Linked DNA regions of Sorghum bicolor: region 2 is linked to region 1. A link is a contact called in public HiCAR-type data. All regions are on one chromosome and are shown on one strand. Each heading gives the region's core, a stretch centred on a gene start, on an enhancer-like site or on the middle of the called end of the contact. The rest is flanking DNA. Distances are from core to core; before and after follow the strand shown.

Region 1 (5,528 bases), core at 1,139-3,638:
AGAACTAGGATCTTGTTTAGATGCGAAAAGATTTTGGCAAATATTGTCCAATCATGGACTAAATACGATCAAAATATTCGTCTCGCGATTTACAGTTAAACTGTGCAATTAGTTTTTATTTTTATCTATATTTAATGCTTCATGCATGTGCCGAAAGATTCGATGGGACAGAGAATCTTGAAAACTTTTTGGCTTTTAGGGTGAACTATGTGTGATTTATCATCTATATATGCATGCCATCCGATGGATGCATTCCGTGACATATGGATAGCATGCGCGGTGTGGCTCCAACAGTTTAGTTAAAATATATAAATTAGGTGTGCTCAATAGATAATATACTTCCTTCGTCCCAAATTATATGACGTTTTGGTATCTCTAGATTCATAACTTTACCATGTACTATGTATATAGATAACATATATCTAGATTCATTGTTTTGTTCTGTTTTGTTATTCCTTTCTTTGTACTTGTTTCACTATTTTTAATATATTCTCAGTAGGGGCTCCTTGCCCTTCCTGTTCTATAAAAAAACATACTACGTAGCAGAAGCTATGAATCTAGAGAAGCTAAAATATCTTATGGTTTGGAATAACAAAATGAGTTCTTTTTTCATGAATAACAGTACAAATAGAACAAACTAAACTAGGTTAATTGGAACAACTGATAACATCAAAATTTACAGCTAAAATATAAATTTATGATGTCACAAAAAGATACTATAAGAGATCATATAACTTAACAAAGTTTCCAACTGAACAATACATGTTAAAAACTCACAAAAGTACATCACAATGACGAAACACATATATATTAATTGACAAATCTATTATAACCTTGTAGAGATTACAGAGTGTCTATGTTAGAAAATACATACTGAAAACTAAAATAATCAATTTTGATTAGATGTACATATCTATTAATTTTTTTAATACTCGTGCAACTATATTTTTTTAGTTCTAGAACACCGATTGTTTGACTAGTTAGTGATATAATAATTGCTCTAATCATCTTTGTCATATAGGAGATGAAACCAAATTTATTTCCTTTTATTAAGGGTCTATTTGGATCTTCCTAGAATTAAAGCTATAAATATATAGTTTAAAGTTAGCTCTAAACTTTAGTCCATCTCATATTAGAGTTTTAGATCTCAAAGCTGAGCTAGGTCTAAAGTTTTGAGATGTTGATCTAAATAAGTCCCGAAAGGATCGCAACTGTAAATAGCCAATAGGTCAACCAAACACCATGTTCTCACGTGTCATCGTTGTGCAATTTTTTTTTTTAAAAAAAAGAACCGGAGACACCAACTACAACTACTGCATGAGGTCAAAGTTTACGGTTTTTAATTAGTTTCATTGGCTGGAATCCAATTACAGCGGTGCCAGCCAGGCCGCGGCGTAGTTACCACGTACACGCATTTTATGAGCCTGACTCGGTGCCGGTCCAGTCTACCATTACAACGTTGTCAAAAACAAAAACAAAAAACACTTACAGTAAAAAAAAGAGAGCTGATCCTACCTTCCACTACCAGTCAAGATGGAAGTACTACGATGTCCACAGAGAAAAGAGTTTTTTAAAAGAATATATATCCACAAGATGGAAGGACTATGGTTTCTGGAGGAAATAAATTTTTTTAACTATATTTCTACACAGCTATTTTGTTTATTTATCTTTTATTTTAGAATATTTTAATATAATAATAATAATAATAATAATAATAATAATAATAATAATAATAATAATAATAATAATAATAATAATAATAATAATAATAATAATAATAATAATAATAATAATAATAATAATAAAAAACTTCACCGCACATATTATTCGGCCGTGATAAAAAGTTTTCTTTTGAGGGGCAGCCGTGGTAAAAGTGAAGGCAACGGATCCCAATTCCCACGTAGTAGTAGAGGAAGAAACCCTGAGGCGAAGAAATGGCAGTGTAAAAGGGATATATTTTTTAATTTTATATATAATGAAAAAAACCTTTACTACTGCACGTCTTCTGCCGTGGTAAAAGTGAAGACAGCCATGTACGTACTGTAGACTGTAGAGAGACGACGACCCTCAGGTGAAAGTGTAAACTGGCAAGGGGAAGTGCGTGCGGGTGCAGACTGCAGTGCAGCGCAGCGCAGGGAAAGGAGAGCGACGGATGGAGGAGAGGAGGAGGACGACGATGGCGACAGAGACAGAGAGGCCGGGCGTGGGACGGAAGAGAAGACGGACGGAACGAGTCAAAGGTTGCCCACGGCGACGACGACCCATCGACCATGGATGGACATGGACAGCATGGTTGGGAGACGGGACGGGGCAGCCGGGACGGGGCACACCACACGCCACGCCACGCCAGGCGCCCAGGCCACGGAACAAAAAGCGACCCATCCCCACAAAGCCCCAAACCAACCCCGCCGTCGTCTCGGCTCGGGCGCTCCCTCGTCAATCCCACCACCACGCACCGGCACCGCCCCTCGCCCTCGCCTCCGTCTCCCATTCCACTCCACCCGCGACTTCAAAGTTCATTCAAACCCGCGACCACCCGTGCGCACCACCCCCACCAACTCCGCCGCTGGGAGGCGTCGGAGCGACGAGCAGCAAGCATAAGGAATAGGCGCCAGGGCTCCAGCCTCCAGAGCGCGCGCGCGTGCGTGTCCTCTTTCTGCCGGTTCCTAATCGCCCGACTCCGGCGAGAAGCCAAGCCGGCCATGGGGTGCGTGTGCTCGAGGCGGTTCCCGGAGGACGAGCCGGCGGCGCCGGGCTCGCTGGCGACCGCCTACGACGCGCGCCGCGGGAGGTACGGGCCCGGGGACTTCGACTCCGGCGAGCTCGCCATCCCGCCGCCCAAGCCGCCTCACTCCCACAAGGTACCTACCTTCCCTTCAGTCGCTGGCTGTGGCTGGCTGCTACCTCCTCTCCCTCCTTCTCTATCTCTCAACGCTGCCCGCTCCTTCCTCCCCCCTCCCCGCCACGCTTCGCGCATGCTGCCGCGGCTCTCGCTGCCTTATTCGGTGCATGCATGGAGGTGCGGTGCTGCTGCTCTGCTGCAATTTCTGGTCACCATGGAGACGGAGCTCCCGACTTTTATCAATCTATCCTGATTCGATTCGCTAGCGAGGCTCACCACTTCGTCGCCAGAGTTCCCAAAAGGTTTGGCTCCCAGTTCCCAGCCCTGTCTGCTCAGCGACGCCGCCGCGTTTGAACGGAGGACACGCAACGCTCGTCGTCGTCGTCGTCGTCGGCTCGCCGGAAGGCTGAAGCTGTTTCCGCCTCATTCATTCAGTTAGCACCGCCGCGCAGTCTTTATCAAGCCCTTCACACTAATCACCTTTAGCAAAATTGTCCATTATCACCTTTAGCAAAACAGTCCGTTTGATCAGAATTCCAGAATAATGGTTGATGGTGTTTCGGTATCTGTTGCCAAATCTGCATGTGCTCGATTACCGGGTAAAGGGAAGGAGACGGGAACAGATACATACATACATACAACAGGTAAAGCCAATAATAAAAGCCAGTCCACAAATCTGCATGTCATGTCGGCATACAATGTGAAGTCAAGCTTGGCGGCCCTTCTTTTGGCATAAGTATATTCTAAGCTCTCTCCCAGGAGGACGATTCTCTTGTTTTGATCACTGGGATAAGTGAAGGGCTTAATCTACATTCAGGTTGCTGTCAGCAAAAGTCTACCCTCTGGAGTGGTCAAGCCTGCGACACACAACGCGAAATTGTGTCTGACCGTTCTACTCTTGGAGTCGACAAATCATACCATCTTACTCTTCCAGAGGCATGAAGTTTCCAGTTTTTTTATTCGCAGCTAGGAGGGTGCTCTCCTCTGAATGTGCAAGGAGTTTGTCAAACTACAAACTGTGACACAATGGACAAACACCAGTCTTACTGCATATTGCTGTCAAGAGGTGTAGACAATCTTATAAAAAAAACATGTGTAGATAAATATTTGGATAAGCAGTGGCTAGGTGATTGAGCATGATCCTGCAAATCTGGAATCTCATAGCTGGACATATCAAAAACAAGGCTACAAGATATTAAAACTTTTGGTTAAAGGGAATTCAGCATTTTTGGTTGTCCATGCAGAGTTCCGCTGTGTGCTACCATATGTTCCTTGTCTTCCTAGTCCTCATCTGGTTAAGGGAATTCACCATCTTACCCTGGTCTGATCTGTTATCATCAAGCTAAGGATAATCTTCTGTTTCACAGTAAATTCAGAAGAGCAATGGAACAACTTTGAAGGACTGACATCTCCTTTTTATTTTTATTTTTATTTTTATCAAGCTCATTCAATGTTTCTTGTTTCCAACTAGTTGCATGAACTTCATTTTTTAGTAGTGCTGTTTCATAACTTTTAACATTTCAGACCAGAATAGCATTCTTAGAATATATAAATCTGGCTTTATCTCTCATGAGCTCGCACCTAATGTCATGTTTCCTAAAGTGATAATATATTCAACCTCCTTTTCTTGACACTGTTTTCTGCAACAGCTAGTTAGCTTTCTATTTGTAGATGATGAAATAAAACTAAGAGATTATTACATGAGAGCATAGCAGTAGGTCTTTTCACATGAACTCTGACATACTAAGTTCTGCCAGGTATCAGACACAGGTACATTTTTGGGAAGAGCTAGCATTGCTGGTCTGGAAAAGGCTGTTGAAGTGTTAGATACGCTCGGGAGTAGCATGACAAATTTGAATCCTGGCAGCGGCTTTCTCTCTGGGGGAACCAACCGGGGGAATAAAGCCTGTATTTTAGCATTTGAAGTTGCAAATACAATAGCTAAAGCTTCTAGTTTGTGGAGGTCATGCTCTGATGAGAGTATAGAAGAGCTCAAGAAAGAGATTCTGCATTCAGATGGAGTGCGAATATTGGTGTCCTCAAATACCATTGAGCTGTTGCATATTGCTGCCGTTGATAAAAGGTATGATTTGAACTTGCTCTGAATACTCTCAGTTGCTTTAGTCAAAACTGTGGCTGACTTGGACTTGAAAAATGGGATCATACAGGGAAGAACTTGCCATCTTTTCAAGAGAAGTTATACGATTTGGCAACCTCTGCAAAGATCCTATATGGCATAACTTGGGGCGATATTTCGACAAGTATGCCTCTGAAAAGTATGCTTTTCATCTGAGTTATCGCTATCTAAAATCATATTAGCACTTGATGTTCTCTGAATTACTTTGATATGCAGGTTAGCGACAGATAATACATCTCAGGATCATTCAAAGGAGAGTATGGAAGCTACTGTCCAGAAATTGATTAATTTGGCACAAAACACTTCTGTACGTATGCTGTAAAGAATTCTTTTATGTTTGCTTTAGTGTCCTGATTTGTGTACTTATAGGTCTTGAACGTTAAAAATACTTATTTTTAAGCCAAAAGGTAACACTGTTCTTTTACATTTCTGCTGTTTAATTTATGGAGTTTCCGCTGGTTTCTAAAACTAAACTGAGAGCATATATACACAATAGAATCTTATAAACAACATTTTCAAGAATGGTGGTAGTATCAAGCTATTTTGTCA
Region 2 (5,576 bases), core at 2,733-5,232, 33 kb after region 1:
TGCTTCCCGTGATGTAGAAGATGTCTTTCTGCCCTGGCTTCATCCTTGAAATGTACTCATCAAGGGAGGCAAGTTTGCCATCTGACTTGGAACTGAGGCAAGCAAATATAAGATCAGTTTTCTTTTTCCCAAAACATACAATTCAAGACAATGTTTGGAAAAGAATAAGAGAGGACAAACCTCTCAAATCTAAGAAGCTTTGCAAGGCGGTTCCTGTTAGTTGCGTCTTCAATGATACCCAGCTTGATTGATTTGCCAAACTCGTTCCAGAACTTGGCGTACTGGCCCTTCTTCTCTTCCACCTCACTTTTCTCTTCATCTGATTACAGATGATTTTTTTTAGTATTGTAATCATGAGTATATAACTTGCATTCATTGCAGAAAACCCCATTACCTGTCTTATCCTTGTTGCTGTACTCATCAGGGTCTTCTTCAGCAAGTTTCCTAATCATATCAAGAGCTTTACGGATCAGCTTCTTCTTGATGGTCTTGAGACTGCTATGTTGCTGAAGCATTTCTCGTGACACATTCAGGGGCAGTGTGTCTGAGTCAACAATACCCTAAAGACAAAATTACTGTAAGATTTTGTATGCTGTATCAATGGATTGAATTGAATAGTATGTGTTGCTTGAAATAGTAATACAGTACCCTCAAAAAGCTGAGATACTTCGGAAGAAGGTCATCGAATTCATCAGAGATGAAAACTCTTCTAACATACAGCTTGAGGTTTGACTTGTTACTGTTGTAGTAACTCTCATAGAGATCATGTGGAGCCTTCGGAGGAATGAAGAGCAAAGCTTTGAACTCAACATCTCCTTCAGCAGTGAAGTGGCTCCAACCCATAGGCTTGTCATCACCGAAGTCCTGAAAAAGAATTGTTAAGTTATACAAATGTTTCGTCAATAAGATCCACAAACAAAGCTTTCTTTGGTAAAAACAATCATTTACTACTAACTCATTGCTACAGTATTTACCTTTGCTAGTGAGTGGTAAAACTTTGAGTACTCTTCATCAGTAACCTCCTTTGGGCTGCGAAGCCATACAGCCTTCACATCATTCAGAAGTTCCCATTCAGAAGTAGTCTCCTTTATTGTCTTCGTCTTGGGCTTTTTCTCTTTCTCTTCATCTTCTTCTGTCTCTTCCTCTGTAGTTTCTGGGGCTGTTAAGAAACACATGATGTGTCAGCACCAACACACATAACTACCATCTCAGGAGAATAAACAACTTCACTAAAGACTTACTTGAATCCTCTTCATCACTTGTCTCACCCTCATCAGCTGGCACTTCAACATCAACCTCCTTCGTCGACCACAAATAGATAGGGAAGTTGATGAACTCAGAGTACTTCTTCACCAAATCCTGCATAAAGGAGAATTCAAATTAAACACTTGTAACTACAGATGCACAAACAGATATACTTGTCTTATAAGGTCTATAAGAGATGTGTTTCATTACGATGTATCAAATCCAAGTAGTGGACAGGACAAACAGGTACTCCTATATGTTTCACTTGCTCTCACACAGTAACACGAAAATTATCTCATCATTAATGAATGCACTATTATTGCCAGAGACAGATGCTAAGCAATCTGCCATTGCTCTAAAACCAAAACATATTGACAACTTGACTTCTGAAAAAATCTGATTCAAATTCCTAGTTAGCACTGTTGGGGTCATGTCCAAGTCTAATAAAATATGTTGATTTCAGATAACACTGTTGGACTTCAAGTTGAAATACACATACAAGCTAAAAACTACCTCGTACCCATTGTATATTTTGCGGCATAAGTCAATTAACCCAAACAAAAGACAAATGAATGTGTTGATACCTTTAGCTTATCCTCTTCCAAGTACTCCTTGGCCTCATCTCGCAGATGTAATCTTATCTCAGTTCCACGGCCAAGGGGCTCATTCCATGTATCCTCAGAGATAGCAAATGATCCATCAGCTTTTGATTCCCAGACATATCTAAAAGAGTACAACACCGCAATAACATTAGGCAACTACAATGGTAAATCAACACATGAATACAAAATCAGACAAAAATATCTTACTGTTTATCATCATTGTGCTTGCTGACCACTTCGACATAGTCAGCAACCAAGTACACAGAGTAGAAACCAACACCAAACTGTCCAATAAGATTGAGGTCACCTCCGGACTGCATCTTTTCCACAAAAGCTGCAAAGGTGGCAAACAATTCAAATTATTTGAGAGCGTAATCCTATAATATTTAACAAATATTGGATTGCAGTAATCAGACGGAAAGATGAAGGAACAATACCTGAAGTTCCAGACTTAGCAATGGTTCCAAGGTTCTTAATAAGATCTTCCTTGGTCATACCAATACCCCTATCCCGAATGGAGAGGATCTTCTTCTCTTTGTCCAACTTAATCTGCATTGGCATAGGCCAGACGCCTTAAGGTCCAATTCTAAAGCAAGATATGATGCCAAAAAAAAAAAGGCTCTCGCACTGAAATCCCACGTACCTGAATCTCAAGCTTTGCAGTGTCACCTTCGCCCAGAACCTCCTTATCAGTAAGGGAAAGGAACCTAATCTTATCCAAAGCCTACAGACATGCAGAACACCAGTGTTAATTTTGGGCATCCACAATGAAGAATAAACACAGGGATCAGATGTAATACATACATCAGAGGCATTGGAGATGAGCTCCCTCAAATAGATATCCTTGTTGCTGTAGAGTGAGTTGATGATGATGTCCATGAGTCTGGACACCTCAGCTTGGAACTCAAACTTCTCGGCTGAGCTCCTGAGAGTCTTCCTAGAGATAGACTCGGCTTCCCTGCACACAACAAAATCATATTGTTCATAAAAAGTATCGATAACATGGCAAAGCAGTAATAATCAGCACTGATCACAAGGCCGTGCGCACCTCTGGGCAACATCAGAGTCGGTAGACAGACCATGAGGGACAGCACCAAGCTTCTCCTCTACCTTCGGTGGGTTAGCTAAGTCATCGCTGCTCTCCTCGGCATTCACCTGTAGCTTCTTAGCTGCAGAATAGGCAGGGTCAGTACAAGATTGAAATTCCACTTATATGTAGGCTTTTGGTATGCAGGTACAGCACAGTAAATGGAAACCAAAGCTGCCACTAGACTAGAAGGTCCTTTAAATTCACCAATTCGCCAAGAGTAGTATGATAGGGACATGTGCAGAGAGTCCTCAAATTTACTAAAAATAGCATGATATACTGGAGCACTTGATCAGTCAAGTGAGCAGTACATTTACCCCGCAGATAAGATCCATGTAGGTAACAGCTAAAAATGGATGAAGTTACAGGTCTAAACCCCATTAAACCCCCAAACGGAACAAACCACATGCTCATCACCAGTAAACTAAAAGAAAAATGTGAAGAGCCCCATGACGAATCGAAGATCTAGTCAGCAATCTCGAACTCGAAACAAACCCTGCCATTATATTGGATCGAAAAGACCAGGGGCCGCTCACTTCCCCATCTAGCGGAACACGAGATCTAGCAACAAATTGGAATGAAATTTTCTAGCAGAGATCGCATCCAGTGTCACCATCCTCTACCCCCAACGAATCTAGTAGCAGCTACGACCGTGTCCTTCCGGTCGGAAATTTACCGCGCGATCCATCACACAGGGTGCTCATATTCAGACAGACTGGACAGGAAACACTACGCGAAACTAAGATGAGCCGACGGGCAGAGCTAATTAGTGATCGGGCGACACGGAATCCGCCACCAATCGCCTCGAGAACACCGGGATCGACAAACCACACACACACACACAAAAATCAACGGAAAAGTAAAAAACTGGAGATCTCCGGCACGCGGGGTCATGCCTGGGTCGGGGAGGGTGGTGAGGAGGAAGAGGAGGAGCAGCGCGGAGGAGAGCGCCCACTTGCGCATCGTCGTCTCGCCTCGCTTCGCTTCACTCTGCGGAGCACCACCAGTGATGAGTTCGTCGCGCTCTGCGCCGGAGACGAAAGCCCCTTTAAAACGGGCCGGGGCCAGGAGACCCGTGCGCTCGGTCCACGCGGGTGCGATACGGCCACGTGGACGAGCGGACGGCCGCGATTGGATCCTGTCCACGTGGCGGTTTCTCAATGGGCGACGCCAGCGGACTTGACGTGGTGCGGGAGCGGGGATGAGGGTCTCTGCCGTCCGATGGGGAGATCTGCGTGCTCCAAGGGCTGGGATCTCGTGTGCCCCTTGAATGGTGGACACGTGGAGTGATGTGATTGGACGCAGGCCGGGTCACCCACGTCGATGGGCTGCTAGAAAGTTCGAAGCGCGTGCTTACCGGATAATTTTGTTCAGGAAAGAAAGGGGTGTTGTGGTGGGGCTGGAGCGACGGGGTGGCCCACAAGTCAGTCAACGTGCGTTGACGAGCGACCGGTCGATGGCCGTGCTTGGAACGCTATGGTGCTGGACCTTAATTCTGATTGCGCCATCAGGCATTTCGTCAGTCTTCTGAAGGCCAAAGCTCAGTGGGATGCAAATTAATAAGGCTTTGTTTAGATGCAAAATTTTTTTTGAAGTTTGACACTGTAATATTTTCGTTTGTATTTGATAAACATTGTCCAACCATGAACTAACTAGGCTTAAAAGATTCGTCTCATGATTTACAGATAATGGGATTTGGTGAAGATGCGCAATGGCGATGTCAAGGCGAAGATACGGGCCGGGAGCATGCAGCAGAGGCAGATCATCGATCTTTGTGTGTGGGCAGGGCAGACGCTCGCCGATTAGAACAATGCATCATGTGTTTCCGTGAAGATGTTCGGCGACAACCTCACATTTAATTTGACGGCAATGAGCTTGTTGACGATGGGAAGACACTTGCTGAGTACAATGTCCATCTGGGTTCACTTCCGTTTCTGTACTAGTATTCAAATTATGCTTCTTTCCTGAACTCTACGGAGCCATGTCCACTTAGTTTGTCTATATATTTGTGTGAAGGACTAAAATGGCAACTAGAAAGGGGATGATGATGGGCAGGATGAATAAAGAGGTTGCTACTATTACCGATCAAATTATCCCATCCGTGCTACGTGATGCTCAAGATAGACTCTTGCTTCTGAAGAGATTTATGCGAGCTGCAGCAGGTGCTTAAACAGCTCAACGAATATGCACCGTTTAACGCCAATCATTCAGCACCTAAAGATCTCTTGAGGATTCTGCGCTTATTGGAGGAAGCAAATGCTGTTGTCGGACGCACTTGTCGGTAACAGCATCACAGGTAATAAGAGAGAGAATTGCTGATGCATCAGAATTGTCAGGGCTAAAGTTATTAAACTAACCATGCAAATTCCAATCAATGCAACAAATTATTTATTTGCGAATGAAATAGTAAAACATTCAAACAATAAACGAATCCAGGTTCCCTCAGATCACGCACACAGCAGCAGAGAGACATGGCACCCACAAAGGGATTTCAGGAACGATGCATCTACATGGGCAACAGGGTTTACATTAAACTTGAGATTCTCTACAAAAATCTGAGCGTCTTAGACCACATATGCCAATTTTTAACCAGTTCATGTTCGACTCCTTCAGATCCGGTCCAGTTCTGCACTTGATCAGAA

What was found. HiCAR-type assays count read pairs that join an accessible place to other places.
Region 2: a contact with region 1 is called in a HiCAR-type map of leaf, with 2.0 times the contacts expected there. The contact joins the promoter of LOC8064998 here to the promoter of LOC8069195 in region 1. A contact is called at or near these places in 1 of 4 Hi-C or Micro-C datasets (leaf mesophyll) and 1 of 1 datasets of contacts at active chromatin or transcription factors (leaf).

What each region holds. Positions count from the first base shown.
Region 1 is chr10:60,187,689-60,193,216 of Sorghum_bicolor_NCBIv3, forward strand. It overlaps LOC8069195, which reads left to right and starts at 2,389. Exons shown (of 12, transcript XM_021449227.1): 1 at 2,389-2,861; 2 at 4,600-4,925; 3 at 5,011-5,118; 4 at 5,196-5,286. The coding sequence starts at 2,703.
Region 2 is chr10:60,219,293-60,224,868 of Sorghum_bicolor_NCBIv3, forward strand. It overlaps LOC8064998 (endoplasmin homolog), which reads right to left and starts at 3,983. Exons shown (of 15, transcript XM_002438985.2): 1 at 3,831-3,983; 2 at 2,896-3,016; 3 at 2,652-2,805; 4 at 2,491-2,571; 5 at 2,285-2,396; 6 at 2,055-2,181; 7 at 1,830-1,968; 8 at 1,242-1,359; 9 at 975-1,159; 10 at 649-864; 11 at 395-560; 12 at 181-319; 13 at 1-92. The coding sequence starts at 3,897. LOC8069197 (basic leucine zipper 23) reads right to left here. Exons shown (of 3, transcript XM_021449388.1): 3 at 5,300-5,576.